Linked DNA regions of Pan troglodytes: region 1 is linked to region 2. A link is a contact called in public Hi-C data. All regions are on one chromosome and are shown on one strand. Each heading gives the region's core, a stretch centred on a gene start, on an enhancer-like site or on the middle of the called end of the contact. The rest is flanking DNA. Distances are from core to core; before and after follow the strand shown.

Region 1 (7,449 bases), core at 485-2,984, 150 kb before region 2:
ACCCCTGGCTTAAGCAACTACATAACAACTGATTATCTCCTCTAGTGAGAAAATGAAATTAATAATTAACCTGTTTATGCCTAAATTTTTTCATTACCCAACTGGAAAATTCTTGATAATTTTACTGTTTTTTCACTTGTACCCCAAAAACAGTCTTCTCTCTCTCTCTATTGCTGGGTGTTTCATGTTTCTACCAAAGCTGATAGACAGCTCTAGAAAAAAAAATCACTCAATTCCATCCTTGCCTATCACACACAGGTAGATGGGCCAGGTACTCCTGTAAGTGGTGCACAATGAGGTCATCAGTCCTTAGCGCGCTCTTGGATCCCGGCATTCCACAGAGCAGATGGCTCACTTTCCGCAAAGCTCAGCATCATCCACACTAGGGCCTGATGGTCCCTGCTAAGCAGCCACCGGGTTAGCACCTCTCCTTTCCAGCTAACTCCCTTTACACTGCTTGGCTCCTCCCTCTTCTGTGCGCAGCACGCATCTCTAATCTAACACCTGCAGGCTGAATCACTGTCTTGAGCTATTTTCCAGACTTAAAACATCTTTGTAGATAACCGCAAATTATACTGCACCTAAATTAGACATGCATGGTGCTAACATGAAACAATGAGTTGAGAAAGTAGAGAACCAGCACCACAGGACTCCCTGAAGGCCACCTGGCTACATTCTATTTCAAACAGGACTTTTAAATGGGGCACTCTGTCAAACAAGGTGGTGAGTAGCTGTCAATTAAAGGACACTGCCCTGCAGAGTTCAGGGTAGTAAAATCATAGTTAGGAATTATCGAGGTCTGCTTTAAACTTGTGGATAAAAGTGCGCACACACACATCAAAAAGAAAATGATAGCCAAGACGTGAAGATTATAAAGCATTTATTTGAAAAAGATACATTTTATTAAAATCCATTTTCCACTTTAATGGTAATTCAATCCACATCGTTTTTCCAGTCTTAAAATGTTTCTTTATCGACTACTATAACCCTTTACTGTAATTAAAGCCACATTTTGTAAAACTACATAAACTGGGGTTTGACTATGAACTACGTCCTAAACTATGTCCTAAACATTGAACTATGTCCTAAATCCCACTGCCAAATGTAGCTAGCGTCACTAAAATCAATCAATGGTTTTAGGTCTGAGTGACAGTGGACGAGTGAGCTGGCCATAAGGTGAAGGCCACCCTTGCTTTTACTGGATATCCAAAAACGAAGTCCAGTGAGCAGCAAACGTCTCCACGTTAACCACACAGCCCACTAGCTCCAGTTCCAGCCCTGGACAGCTTTCTGGCCCCTCGCCGGGCCCACTTCCTCTGCAGCCCCAGGTCCCGACGCGCAGAGAAGGCCGTCTGGGGCCGAGGTCGGGGCGAGCCGCAGCCCGGGCCAGAGGAAAGGCGCGGCGCTTCCTGCCCGCCCGGCCGCGAAAGCCCACCTGACCATTGTCCGGGGTCTCGCCCTGCCCCGCCTCGCCCCGCCAGCTGGCCCACTGCACCCCCCTCCGGGCCCCAAGGAACACCCGCCCACCCCACCCTGGCCCCTCAAGCCAGCCGCCCGCCGACCACAGCAGTAGGACGCCCCCGCGCACGCTCACCTTCTTGCCCTTCTTGCCCTCCTCTTCCATATCGCCGCGTGCGGCTCCCGCGGCCCGCCCGGCCCGCCCCGGGAGCCCCGCCGCCAGCAGCCGCTACATGCTCGACCCGGGCCCGCCGCCCCCGCGCTCCCGGCGCCGCCCGCCAGCCGGGCCCGAAGTCTCCGCCCCGGCCGCGCCCCGCACCCGCACTTCCGGGCCCGAGAGAGCAGGCCCCCACTCCGCCCCGCCCAGGCCCCACCTTCCCCAGCGCAGGCCCCGCCCACGGTTGTCGCTCATCCTCACTTTCAGGCCCAAGGGAATCGGACCCGCGGCGATCAGACCCCGCCCCTTCAGGGAGAACACGGCCCGTTGGCCCCGCTCACGGCGAGAGCACCGCCCACAGGCTGAAGATCCTGCCCCTTCAGGACGGCCGAGAACGCGCCTGCCTTGCACCACCCCCACCCCGCCCCGCGTCCTTCAGGAGAGCCGGAAACGCTCCTACCCGCTTTTCGCTTCTGCACGGCCGCGAGAACGCACCTGTCCAGCCCCCTGTTCGCTTCGCCCACTCAGCGCGCGCGGGAGCGCGCGCGGGAGCAGCTCCAACTTTTTCAATTTGCCGCCATCTTTACGGCGGCCGACTTCCCAGCCTGCCTCGCGTCCAGGGAGGCGGAGCTCAGGTCTCTGAAAAGGGGACGGGGGGCGGGGGACGGGGGACGGGGGCTGGCGGGAGGGGACGCGGCCGGCAGATGGCGAAGGAGGGGCGCGAGGAGGCGGCCACTGTTGAGGGGCGGGGCGTCCCGCCAAGAGTCTGGGTGCGGTGCGGTTTTCTTTTTTCTTGTGTCCCACTTTATTCCCTGAGCCACAGGGAATCCGTTTTCTAGTACTTCTCTGTTCTAAAGTCTGCCTGCCTTAGACAAACACATTTGGAAAATAGAAGTGCAACCACAAGGATGTGCAGACCCTATCAGAATAAAATCGTAGAACCTTACCAGTCATCTGGTATAATTTCCACATTTTCCAGATGAGGTCCGGGGAATGAGGTGATTCGCCCAAAAGCACACTACAAATTGGAGTCACCAGCAGGTCTGCTATTTTGCCACTAAACCAATCTGCCGGTAAGAACTTTGTAGCACAGCTAGAATGTAAACTGTGTTTTTTGGGTTTTTTTTTTTTTTTTTTTTTTTTTTTTTTTTGAGACGGAGCCTTGCTCTGTCGCCCAGGCTGGAGTGCCAGTGGCGTGGACCTCGGCTCACTGCAAGCTCTGCCTCGCGGGTTCACGCCGTTCTCCTGCCTCAGCCTCCCGAGTAGCTGGGACTACAGGCGCCAGCCACCACACCTGGCTAATTTTTGTATTTTTAGTAAAGACGGGGTTTCACCATGGTCTGGATCTCCTGACCTCGTGATCCGCCCACCTCGGCCTCCCAAAGTGCTGGGATTACAGGTGTGAGCCACCGCGCCCGGCCAGAATGTAAACTGTTAACAAAGAGAACCAGTATTTGTCTCAACTAATTTTTTTTTTTTTTGAGACAGAGCTGAGTTTCACTCTGTCGCCCAGGCTGGAGTGCAGTGGTGAGATCTCGGCTCACTGCAACCTCTGCCTCCCGGGTTCAAGCGATTCTCCTGCCTCAGCCTCCCGAGTAGCTGGGATTACCGGCATGCACCACCACGCCCAGCTAATTTTGTATTTTTAGTAGAGACAGGGTTTCTCCATGTTGAGGCTGGTCTCAAACTCCTGACCTCAAGTGATCCACCCGCCTCGGCCTCCCAAAATGCTGGGATTACAGGCGTGAGCCACCGCGCCCGGCCTAATAATTCTTTATATTAAACTTTTCTTTACTGTGTTTCTGTCTCCTGACTGGGCCTATGTTGTACTGATATTCAAAAGAAATACTTGGTCTCTAGACCTCTCCAAAGGCATGAGTATTCCATTCTCTGCAAGATAAAGCAGAGATAGTGGAAACACCCTTTCAATCTGCCTTCTGCAATAACCCAGCTTGCCACATTTGCACACACAAATGATGTAGCGCATCTGGTTGTCATTATTTTCCCACCATTCACAGAACACAGGCCTGATATTTAAAGTCTTCCACCGTCTTCCACAAATGCATATTTATCACTCCATAATACAGTAAACAACACTACTAAAACTTCTCTTAGCCTAACTCTGGATGTGCTGACTTCCTCAGGCTGTTCTTATCCATCAGAATACCTTTGCCCTGTCTTTGCATACACAGGTTCATGCTTCAAGTAAAAATCCACTGGCTAATGATCAGATGGTGATAACTGGGAATAAAGACAATAAAATGAGAAAAGCAAAAAGGCTGTTAGCTTGCTATAACAAGGGAGTCAGCCACCATCATTTGTATTTGGATGAGACTCAATGTCAGGCAGAGGAGTGGGTAAGCTTTATAGTGAAAAAAGGGAAGCCTCCAGGGATGTCCTCATTTGAGGCTGTTGGCCTGGGGAAGCAAGAGGCAGGGCATCCCAAGTGATTGGTTAGGGGCACATATTTGTCTTTCTCTGGTTGCTCCTAAGCTGGAAGCAGGACCAAAAACTAGGAAAGCTGCCAGTTTTTTTTTTATTGACAAATAATTTTTTGTTTCTTTTGTATTTTTAGAGATAAAGTCTCACTCTGTCCTTCAGGTTAGAGTGCAGTGATGCAGTCATGGCTCACTGAAGCTTCAACCTCCTGGGCTCAAGCAATCCTCCCATCTCAGCCTCCCAAGTAGCTGGGACTACAAGGACGCATCACCAAGCCTGGCTAATTTTAGTATATTTTTGTTGAGACAAGGTCACACTATGTTGCCCAGGCTGGTCTCAAACTCCTAGGCTCAAGCAATCCTCCCTCCTCAGCCTCCCAAAGTGCTGGGATTATAGGCATGAGCCATCGCACCCAGCTAACACATAATAATTGTACATATTTATGAGGTACATGTGATTTGTGTGTGTGTGTGAGACAGAGTCTCACTCTGTCGCCCAGGCTGGAGTGCAGTGTCATGATTTCAGCTCACTGCAACCTCTGCCTCCCAGGTTCAAGCAATTCTCCTGCCTCAGCTTCCCAAGTAGCTGGGATTACAGGCATGCACCACCACACCAGGCTAATTTTTTTTTTTTTTTTTTTTTTTTTTGCGACAGAGTCTTACTCTGTATTGCCCAGGCTGTAGTGCAGTGGTGCAATCTCAGCTCACTGCAACATCCACCCCCCGGTTTCAAGCGATTCCCCTGCCTCCGGAGTAGCTGGAATAACAGGCGCCCACTACCACGCCCGGCTAATTTCTGTATTTTTAGTAGAGACAGGGTTTCACCATGTTGCCCAGGCTGGTCTCAAACTCCTGGCCTCATGTGATCTGTCCACCTTAGCCTCCCAAAGTGCTGAGATTACAGGCATGAGCCACTGCACCCGGCCAAAATACATGTGATATTTTGATACATGCATATGATGTGTAATAATAAAATCAGGGTATTTAGGATATTCATCACCTGAACACTTATTTCTTTGTGTTGGGGACATTTCAGATCTCTCCTAGCTATTCTGAAATATACAGTACATTGTTGTTAACTATAGTCATCTTACTCTGCTATGGAACATTAGAATTTAGGCTGGGTGTGGTGGCTCAAACCCGTAATCTGAGCACTTGGAGAGGCTAAGCTGGGAAGATCACTTGAACCCAGGAATTGGAGACCAGCCTGGGCAATATAGTGAGATCCTTTTTCTACAAAAAATACAAAAATTAGCTGGGCATAGTGGTGTGCACCTGTGGTCCCAGCTACTCAGGGGCCTGAAGTGGGGTCCTTGAGCCCAGGAGGTCGAGGCTGCAGTGAGCTGTCATTGCACCACTGCACTCCAGCCTGGGCAACAAGCAAGATCTGTCACACACACACACACACCCCACATGAGAAATTATTGCTTCCATTTAGCTGTATGTTTGTACATGCTAACCAACCTCTCTTCAGCCCCCTACTTTCCCCCAACACACACCCTTCCCAGCCTCTGGTGTCTATCATCCCAGTCTCTATCTCAATGAGATGAATATTTGTTTAGCTCCCACATATGAGTGAGTAAATGCAATACTTTTGTTTTTTTGTTTAAAAAAAAATTTACAGGGATGAGGTCACTATGTTGCCCAGGCTGGTGTCCAACTCCTAGGTTCAAGCCATCCTCCCACCTCAGCCTCCCAAGTATTGGGATTACAGGCTTACATAGTGACCTCTAGCTCTATTTATGTTGCTGCAAATGACATTTTCATTTTTTTTCCTATGGCCAAATAGTATTCTATTGTGTATATATACTAATTTTTTTTGACATGAGGCTCACTCTGTCACCCAGGCTGGAGTGCAGTGGTATGATCACTGCTCACTACAGCCTTGATCTCATAGACTCAAGAGATCCTCCCACCTCAGCCTCCCCAGTAGCTGGAACCACAGGTGTCTGCTATCACACCTGGCTAATTTTTTTACTTTTTGTAGAGATGAGGTCTCTATGTTGCCCAGGCTGCTCTCAAATTCCTGGGCTCAAGCAATCCTCGCGCCTTAGCCTCCCAAAGTGCTGGGATTATAGGCTTGAGTCACCACGCTCAACCTTATTTTTTGTCTTTTATTTTTTTTTTAGAGACAGGGTTTCCCTCTGTTACCCAGGCTGGAGTGCAGTGGCGTGATCTTAGCTCACCGCAGCCTTGAACTCCTGGGCTCAATGGATCCTCCCACCTCAGCCTCCTAAGTAGCTGGGACTGCAGGTGTGCCAACACCCTTATTTTTTGCCGTTTTGATAATAACCATTCTAAATGGGGTGAAATGGCATCTCATTGTGGTTTTGATTTGCATTTCCCTGATGACTCATGATATTGAGTATTTTTTTATATGTACCTATTTGTTATTTGTACATCTTCTTTTGAGAAATGTCTACTCTGATTCTTCGCCCACTTTTTAATGGATTATTTGTGGTTTTTTGCTGTCAAGTTGTTTGAGTTCCTTGTATATTCTGGATATTAGTCCCTTGCCGCATGAATAGTTTGCAAATATTTTCTCCCATTCTAAAGGTTGTCTTTTCACTCAGTTGATTGTTTCCATTGCTGTGCAGAAGCTTTTTAGTTTCGCTTAATATAGTCCCATTTGTCTATTTTTGGTTTTGTTGCCTATGCTTTTGAAATTTTAGCCATAAAATCTTTGCCTCGTTCAATGTCTTGAAGCATTTCCCCTGTTTTCTTCTAGTAGTTTTGTAGTTTCAGGTCTTATGTTTAAGTCTTTAATCCATTTTGAGTTGATTTTTGTATCTGGTGAGAGGGTGCCAGTTATTAATTAAGTCCTAGGCTTTAGGGGCTGTTAGAAAAGTTACTCCTGGATTGTCACTAGAGATAACACCTGGCTTCCTGCAAGTATGACTTACAGCAGGCTTGTTTCCTGGGCTGGTTGCTGTAGATAACGAATTGGTTTCCTGAGGAGGTTTCTGCAGGTTGTCAGTCAGAGTTCTAGTTGTACAAATGGTCCAGCCATTGTCTATTTGTATATTCAGTCTCTCATAACAGACACCAATGAGACAATTGTAACATAAAACAATCTTTTCTTTCTCTCCAGGTCACACATTGGCTGTAAAGTGTCCTAACAGCCACCTACTTATGATTACTGCTTTCTTACCAATAACCTCCCCAGCCTGTTGTGTGGCTCCTACATCTTGAACAAAAGAGACCAAGGTACCCAATTACTAAACTGCCCACACTTCATGAAAGCAACTTTATAGCCATGATACTCACTTCCCCTTGTCCCCTCTTCAGAATTACTCAGGGCCAGCCCAAACCTTACAAAGTCCCCTTCCTATTCCCTTGTAATGAGAAGCAGCCCTTCTTCCTCTGGGGTGCTCTCCCTGGTCATGGTAGGTTAAT
Region 2 (7,452 bases), core at 2,862-5,361:
CCAAGTGCTCCAGTTTTATAAGGAATACGTGGGCTCTGGACTGTGCACTGCAGCATATACTATACCAGTGGTTCTTAAATTTCAGTATGCACCAGAATCCCCTGGAGCACTTGTAGGTCCCACCCTCAGTGTCAGATTCAGCAGGTCTGGGGTGGTGGTGAGAATACATTTCTAACAAGTTCCAAGTGATGCTGATGCTGGTGGTCTAAGGATCACACTTTGAGAACAATTATACTATATATTACTGGGTTAAATCCAGCAACATTGAATAATTTTTTTTTTAGAGATACAGTCTGGTTCTGTTGCCTGTCTGGTGAGCAGTGACACAATCATACATAGCTCACTGCAGCCTTGAACTCGTGGGCTCAAGTTCTCTATCCACCTCAGCCTCTCAACTAGCTGGGATCACAGGCATGCGCCACACACTCAGCTAATTTTTTTCTTCTAATTTTTGTAGAAGTGGAGTCTTGCCATGTTGCCCAGGCTGGTCTCAAACTCCTGCCCTGGTGACTCATGCCTTGGCCTCCCAAAGCTTTAGGATTACAGGCATGAGCTACCATCCCCAGCCCAAAGTTGAATAATTTGTCAATGTTTGTAGTTTATCATTTATAGATGCTAATACATAACATTTTCTGGTTAGACTGGTGTTCTTCATGAGCTCATCTTTGCCTTTTTTGTAACCCTAGTTCACTAGAAACTAAATTTTACTAACACACTTGGTTTATAAAACTGTTAGTAGGCAGACTTTTTTCTGGCATCTGTGTTTACAGTGATGATATAATTTAGTGATGATATATAAATCAGTGAAAGGATTACTATTATCTACAATGAGAACCAGTTTTTTTCAACCTAACTCCACTTTCATCAAAATCTGAATCAATGACATGAAGGCTGAGGGGTAGAGAGTGGTGAGAAAATGATTTTCCTGTTAAGGAAGGAAGTTAACATTTATTGGATATTATGTGCTAGGTACAGTGCTAGGTGCTTTCTCATACATTATTGGACACTTCTTTCAGCCCCCCTTCACAAGGGTAACTCTTCTTTTTTTTTTTTTTTTTGAGATGGAGTGGAGTCTTGCTCTGTCGCCCAGGCTGAAGTGCAGTGGCGCAATCTTAGCTCACTGCAGCCTCCGCTTCCCAGGCTCTCCTGGGCCCAGGTGATTTTCCTGCGTCAGCCTCCTGAGTAGCTGGGAATAACAGGCATGCGCCACCACACCTGGCTAATTTTTGCATTTTTAGTAGAGACAGGGTTTTGCCATGTTGGCCAGGCTGGTCTCGAACTCCTGACCTCAGATGATCCACCCACCTTGGCCTCCCAAATTGCTGGGATTACAGGACTGAGCCACCACGCCCAGCCTGCATGCTCTTTGTGGACCACCCACACCAGCTAAACTACATTCCCTGTTTCTCTCTTAAAGCACCCTGTTCTTTTCCTTCAGCACACTTGAACTTATTATAATTCACATATGGTATTTGTTTATTTCTTTAACATCTGACTCCCGCTGCAGAGGACCACGAGGGCAAGGACGATGTCTATTTTGCTAATCACCAAATCCTCAGTACCTAGCACAGTGCCTGCAAACAGTAGGCACTGAGTGATTTGTTAAAGGAATAACTCACAGGCTTATGCCTTGGTAGATTGGTAATGCCATCCACTGAGGCCAGAAACACAGAGGAGCAGGAATTAACAATGGCTATTTTTACTGAAGTAACTCCTCTTCTACCTAGTTTTGAGGCTTCTATTAATCTGGGCACATTGCTCCATTCCTTCCTATTTCACTGGACACCCTTCCTCACACTTGTCTGTACCTTCATCCGTATTTTTCCAAATTCTTACTTAGAAGCTCACCCTCTTCCTCTTCTTGAATTTAAGTTACCTTTTTTTAAAGACTCACTTCCCCAAAGTTGCTTCTCCTGATTCAAACTTTGGAACAGCTATCATCAGCCTGGATATAAATTTCTAAAGTGCCAGCCTGGGAAAATCCTATGACAACAGAATCTCCACTAAGGCAGAAACTTGTTTTTTTCACTATTAACTCACCAACACCAAGAACACATTCTAGCACAGTCAATGCATCATACTGTGAAAAGAATGAAAGAATTTAAAGCTGGAATGAGTTGGAACAAATGTGAGCTGGTATCTTGGTTATCTACAGGCGATGCGGTCTCAGGCAAATGACTAAGTTCACCTAAGCCCATTTCTTCAGTTATGAAATGAAGCTGGCTCTCCCAGAAAGCTCATATTGTCCAGACTGTAATAGAGATGATCATGATAGGGTGATGGGCCTTTTTTAATTGTGGAAACAGGCCAGGCGCGGTGGCTCACGCCTGTAATCCCAGCACTTTAGGAGGCTGAGGCGAGAGGATCACTTGAGGTCAGGAGTTCAAGACCAGCCTGGCCAACATGGTGAAACCCTATTTCTACTAAAAATACAAAAACTAGCGGGGAATGGTGGTGGGAGCCTTTAGTCCCAGCTACCCAGGAGGCTGAGGCAGGAGAATCGCTTGAACTCAGGAGGCGGAGGTTGCAGTGAGCCCAGATCACACCACTGCACTCCATCCAGCCTGGGCAACAGAGTGAGACTTCATCTCAAAAAGTAAATAAATAAATAAATTGTGTTAACACTGTGGAAGAAAAATGATCGCTGGAGAGCCTGTGCACTCACATACATCCTTTAATTTTTACAACAGCTTCCGGGGGAAGGCGATTCCACTTTAGAGCTTTTCTTCCTTTCTAGCTGGGAGTTATCCTCCAAATTTTAACCTAATGATGTAAGCAGAATAAACACACTGAAGAGGTTGAGAAAAGAAAAACGGCTCACAACAGTCTGAGCTCTGTGAGGTCTGCAAAATGTATTAGGCCTAGAGGGACATGAGTATGGGACTTCGGTTATGCCCACCCTCTGCCCCCACATACACACATACCCAATCCCATGCATACCCAATTGTTTAAAGTCATTTCATTCCTGACTATCGGCCTCATCCATTACCTTTTTTTATTATTATTATTTTTAGACAGGGTATAATCTGTCTCCCAAGCTGGAGTGCAGTGGTGCGATCATGACTCACTGCAGCCTCGACCTCCTGGGCTCAAGAGATCCTCCTGTCTCAGTCTTGACAGTAGGTGAGGCTACAGGTTCGCGCCACCAAGCCGGCCCCATTATCTTCGTGTTCTTAGAATTTGTAATACATGCCGGGCGCGGTGGCTCACGCCTGTAATCCCAGTACTTTGGGAGGCAAAGGCGGGCAGATCACCTGAGGTCAGGAGTTCGAGACCAGCCTGACCAACACGGAGAAACCCCGTCTCTATTAAAAATACAAAAGTTAGCTGGGCATTGGGGCGCGCGCCTGTAGTCCCAGGACTCCATCTCTAAAAAAGGAAAAAGAATTTGTCATACAAATAACAATATGTAGCCAATTGATAGCTTTTGTTTTTGTTTGTTTGTTTTGAGACGATGCGTCGCCCAGCTGGAGTGCAGTGGCGCGATCTCGGCTCACTGCAACCTCCGCCTCCGGGGTTCAAGCGATTCTCCCGCCTCAGCCTGCCGCGGACCTTGTCAGGGTCCGCGCTGAGAGGACGTCAGAGTAGTCAGTCCGCCAGAATACGGCTGAGCATGAGGCCTGCCTAACCTTGAAACCCAGCGCCCTCCTGATCCACACGTTCTAAGACGAATAAATCCTCACAGTCTGTGAAAACCCACCAGGAGAAGCACGTCCAACACTCTTTACCTCCCCAAACAAGTCTCATAAGCGGGAAAACCAACGCCGCGAATGGGCGGGAAAGCCACAGCGCCTGCAATCGCTTCACCTTATTAGCTAATTTTGCTGTCCTTCCCAGTGGCCCGCCTCCCTTGCTCGCGGGCGATATTTTTATTGGCTTTCGTCTGCGAGGCGTCCAATCTCATTGGTTTGCCTTTCTGTTCGTCAGGCTTGGGCGCCTGGTGAAAGGCAGAGAGCGCGTCACTATTGGGGCTGGAGGCCCGCCTCCGCGTGCCGTGTGCAAAAACAAACAGCCGTTAGGAAGGCGGTGCCGGGGGGGCGGGGTCTGGCTAGAAGGAGGCGCGCGATTGAACAGCCGCTGGGGTTCGAACCAGCAAGACAAGCGGGCATTGGCCACAGCAGCGCGAGGCGGGCACGGGGTATTGTCCGGCTCCGGCGGCGGCGGTCGGTGCTGCGAGAGCGGCGGCGGCGGCGCGGGTCGGCAGCGGGAGGGCGCGCGGCCGAGCGGAGGCGGAGTCGGCGCCGAGAACATGGTAAGGGCGGCCGGGTGGGCCGGGGGCACGGGGCCTAGGGGAGCAGAGCGCGGAGGCCCTGGCGTCCGCGCCGCTACCTGTGGAGTCGGGAGTTTGCGGGTGTCTGGGCTTCGTCCGGCCGAGCCCCTCGCCGCCCGCCGGGGGGCGCCATGTCCCAGCTGCGGAGCCCGACACGGGTCCCCGGGTGAGAGCTGGGCCTGGCCGGGTAGAGCGCGAAGTCTGTTCCGAGCCGGACAGATCTGTCCCGACGCTTGTGACGCTGCACCGCCCGTCTTAGAAGGAGGAGGACGGCAGAATCCGGCTTGGAAATGTAGAAACAAGTGCTGGATCTTAATGTGATCGCTTCTCTGTATGAATGAGGTCAAACAGGCTGCCGCTGTACAAGTTAGATAAGTCTTTGGCGATGTTTGGTTACGTAATCTCCCTGGCAGTCAGTTTGAGGGTTTCTGCGAAAGGGTGCTTGTATTTGTGGTCTTTTGAGCGACAAAGAATGGTTTTATAGACCAGAACCACACGATTTGTTCTAGGTGATTGCACAGGTTAGAAATGAACGCCCGTTATCTTCTGAGCCCCTTGCAGTTTGCGGTTTTCATTATACAACAGTACTTTCCTTTGCCCTTGCTATGGATTTTCAGTCTTAAAGTATTCATCTTTTTATTCTGAAATTCAGATCTAGATAAGAAGAGTGTGGCTTTAAAAAAATGAAAGTGAATAGAACTTCAGCCCCATCTTAAAGTTGAGGGAAAAGAGAAGGTGCTAAAGGATACGCTCTGAGTTGCATCAAAGATTGTGTAAAAATAATAAGACTGTTATGGAATCTTATTTTTGCCGGTATTCGTGCTTTAAGCATTCTGTTGAAAGGTTACTTCAGCGGGAGCTACCTGCTTAAAAGTTAGCACCAAGCTGTCATTTATCATACTGCAGATAGTATTAGATGATTTGTCTTGTGCTTGATGTGACAGATATGGTATTGAATAGACATAACACCTAACTGTAAACAGATTGGCCAGTCAAGAGGACAATGTTTGGTTATTGTAAAATACCCAAATCTTAGAGCTGGAATAGACTTTAGGGATAATTGCTTCCAACGTCTAACGTATAGTTTATTGTTATTGTAAAAAACCCAAATCTTAGAGCTGGAATAGACTTTAGGGATAATTGCTTCCAATGTCTCACGTATAGTTTATTGTTATTGTAAAGTACTTTATAGTACTTTAACAAACTGGGGTACAGCGTACATCTAATCTGTAAAAGGATTTGCTCAAACAGATGATTTTCATGATTCTAGTTTTTTGTGGTTTTTTTTTTTTTTGGTTTTTTGTTGTTTGTTTTTTGTGGGTTTTTTTTTGAGACGGAGTCTCACTCTGTTGCCAGGCTGGAGTGCGATGGGCGATCTTCGCTCACTGCAACCTCCGCCTCCCGGGTTCAAGCGATGCTCCTGCCTCAGCCTCCCGAATAGCTACAGGCGTGCGCCACCACGCCCTGCTAATTTTTTGTATTTTTAGTAGAGATTGGGTTTCACCATGTTGGCCAGGATGGTCTCGATCTCTTGACCTTGTGATCCGCCCGCCTCGGCCTGACAAAGTGCTGGGATTACAGGCGTGAGCCACCGCGCACAGCCAATTCTAGTTTTTCAGATATTTTTCAGTCTCTAGTGATACGCTATATGTTTTATATCCACTTACCAGTAGCTAAAAATACATAAGTATTAACATAAGCTAAAAATGCAGGAGACATTGAGTTGTCGTTCTTGATAGATTTTAAACCTGAGAGGAAGTAAGCAGATGTCTGTTAAAACTGACATGAAAGTGTCTTAGTATCCAGTTTGCAAGTTTATCCAAGTAAAATGAACGAACTCCTACTTCCTCCTCTCTCTCTCTCTCTCTCTCTCTGTGTGTGTGTGTGTGTGTGTGTGTGTGTGTGTGTAATTTTTTAAAACCAACAACCTTAACTCAGGTTAATACGAAGTCAGTTCTTGGAATTAAAAAATTTAGATTTGGGTTCTCAAGCACCAATTATATTAAAATGAATGTTCAAAGTAGGGAGGCTATATATACAGTTTGAGGGGATATCGGAAAGAAAGTAATTATCCATTTATTGTATAGTTTTATATTCAGATAAGTTTGATACCATAAAAGTTTTCTCTTGTTAAGTATGAGAAATGTATCAGGAGTCTCTAAATGTTGGAAATAGTCATTTAATGGATTGAGGCTTTTAAAACCTGACTGTATGTCTACTTCCTTAAAAAGCAAATAGAACACCAAATATGACATATCTGTAACAGTGAGGATAAAATTGCTTAAGCAGAGTAGTTATTATATGACCTGGGGAGCCTGGGGAATTTTGTAGTTGTTGGCTTTTCATTAGTGACTACTTCTTTTTTCCAATCCAGTCATAGGAAGACAGTGATTATAATTTTAGATGCCAGTTGAGAGGTTTTTAAGTGTTATATATTAGGGCAAATGGAGATAACAAGGGTTTTTTATTTGAGAAGTAAGACTGTCTTGTTAGTGGAGCTGACCTCAAAAATCCAAAAATTGTATTTTTCTTATATAACAACATAGTCAAAAATTATTAAAATATGAGGCATTCTGGTAGAAATAGCGTCTCAGTTCTTACTGGTAAACTTAAATCAGTCTCTTGTTGAATTACCTAATATAAGAGAGTGAATATGAATTAGTTCTTAGATTTTTATTTTTCCTGTTTCTGATACCTGCCAGGGTTTTACTGTTTTTCTTCCATATTATCTTGGGTGACACGCACTTAATCCACTTAGACGTGCAATTAGAGGAAGTATACAGGGGTAATTTTTAGCTTTAAAAAATTTTTAAGGAAAGGGTTAGCTACAAAGGGGATATGCCATTTCAAAGCTTACCATCTATTTTGAAAGAATAGCCCCTCAAACAGCCAATCTTGTAAACTGATTTCTTTTTTTTAACAGTAAAGAAATAATCTGTTTAAATGGTAAGAGCAAAATATATGAGAGAAAATTAGTTTTCTTAAGTCAGACCCTTAGTATTTCCTCCCTAGAGGCAAATAACATTTCTAATTTATTGTGTCACCTACTAGAAATACATGTGTACACATATACTCTATAATACCCCATATTTACTTAAAAGCTCATTACATTGGCACATACTTTGCCTTTTTCATGCAGAAATAGGTTTTTTTTAAGCGTACAGTTCAGTGGCATTAAGTAC

Evidence for each region. Hi-C and Micro-C count contacts between places; a contact is called where the count stands out from the background.
Region 1: a contact with region 2 is called in a Hi-C map of stem cell-derived neural progenitor cells, with 6 times the contacts expected there. The contact joins the promoter of CCM2 here to the promoter of H2AZ2 in region 2. A contact is called at or near these places in 1 of 7 Hi-C or Micro-C datasets (stem cell-derived neural progenitor cells) and 1 of 1 datasets of contacts at active chromatin or transcription factors (stem cell-derived excitatory neurons).

Annotation. Positions count from the first base shown.
Region 1 is chr6:50,861,295-50,868,743 of NHGRI_mPanTro3-v2.0_pri, reverse strand. It overlaps CCM2 (CCM2 scaffold protein), which reads right to left and starts at 1,734. Exons shown (of 10, transcript XM_519079.7): 1 at 1,595-1,734. The coding sequence starts at 1,624. It overlaps LOC107975788, which reads left to right. Exons shown (of 6, transcript XM_063815918.1): 2 at 1,482-2,250; 3 at 2,595-2,688; 4 at 7,145-7,260. The coding sequence ends at 2,617.
Region 2 is chr6:50,710,978-50,718,429 of NHGRI_mPanTro3-v2.0_pri, reverse strand. It overlaps H2AZ2 (H2A.Z variant histone 2), which reads left to right and starts at 4,111. Exons shown (of 5, transcript XM_016945308.4): 1 at 4,111-4,252. The coding sequence starts at 4,250.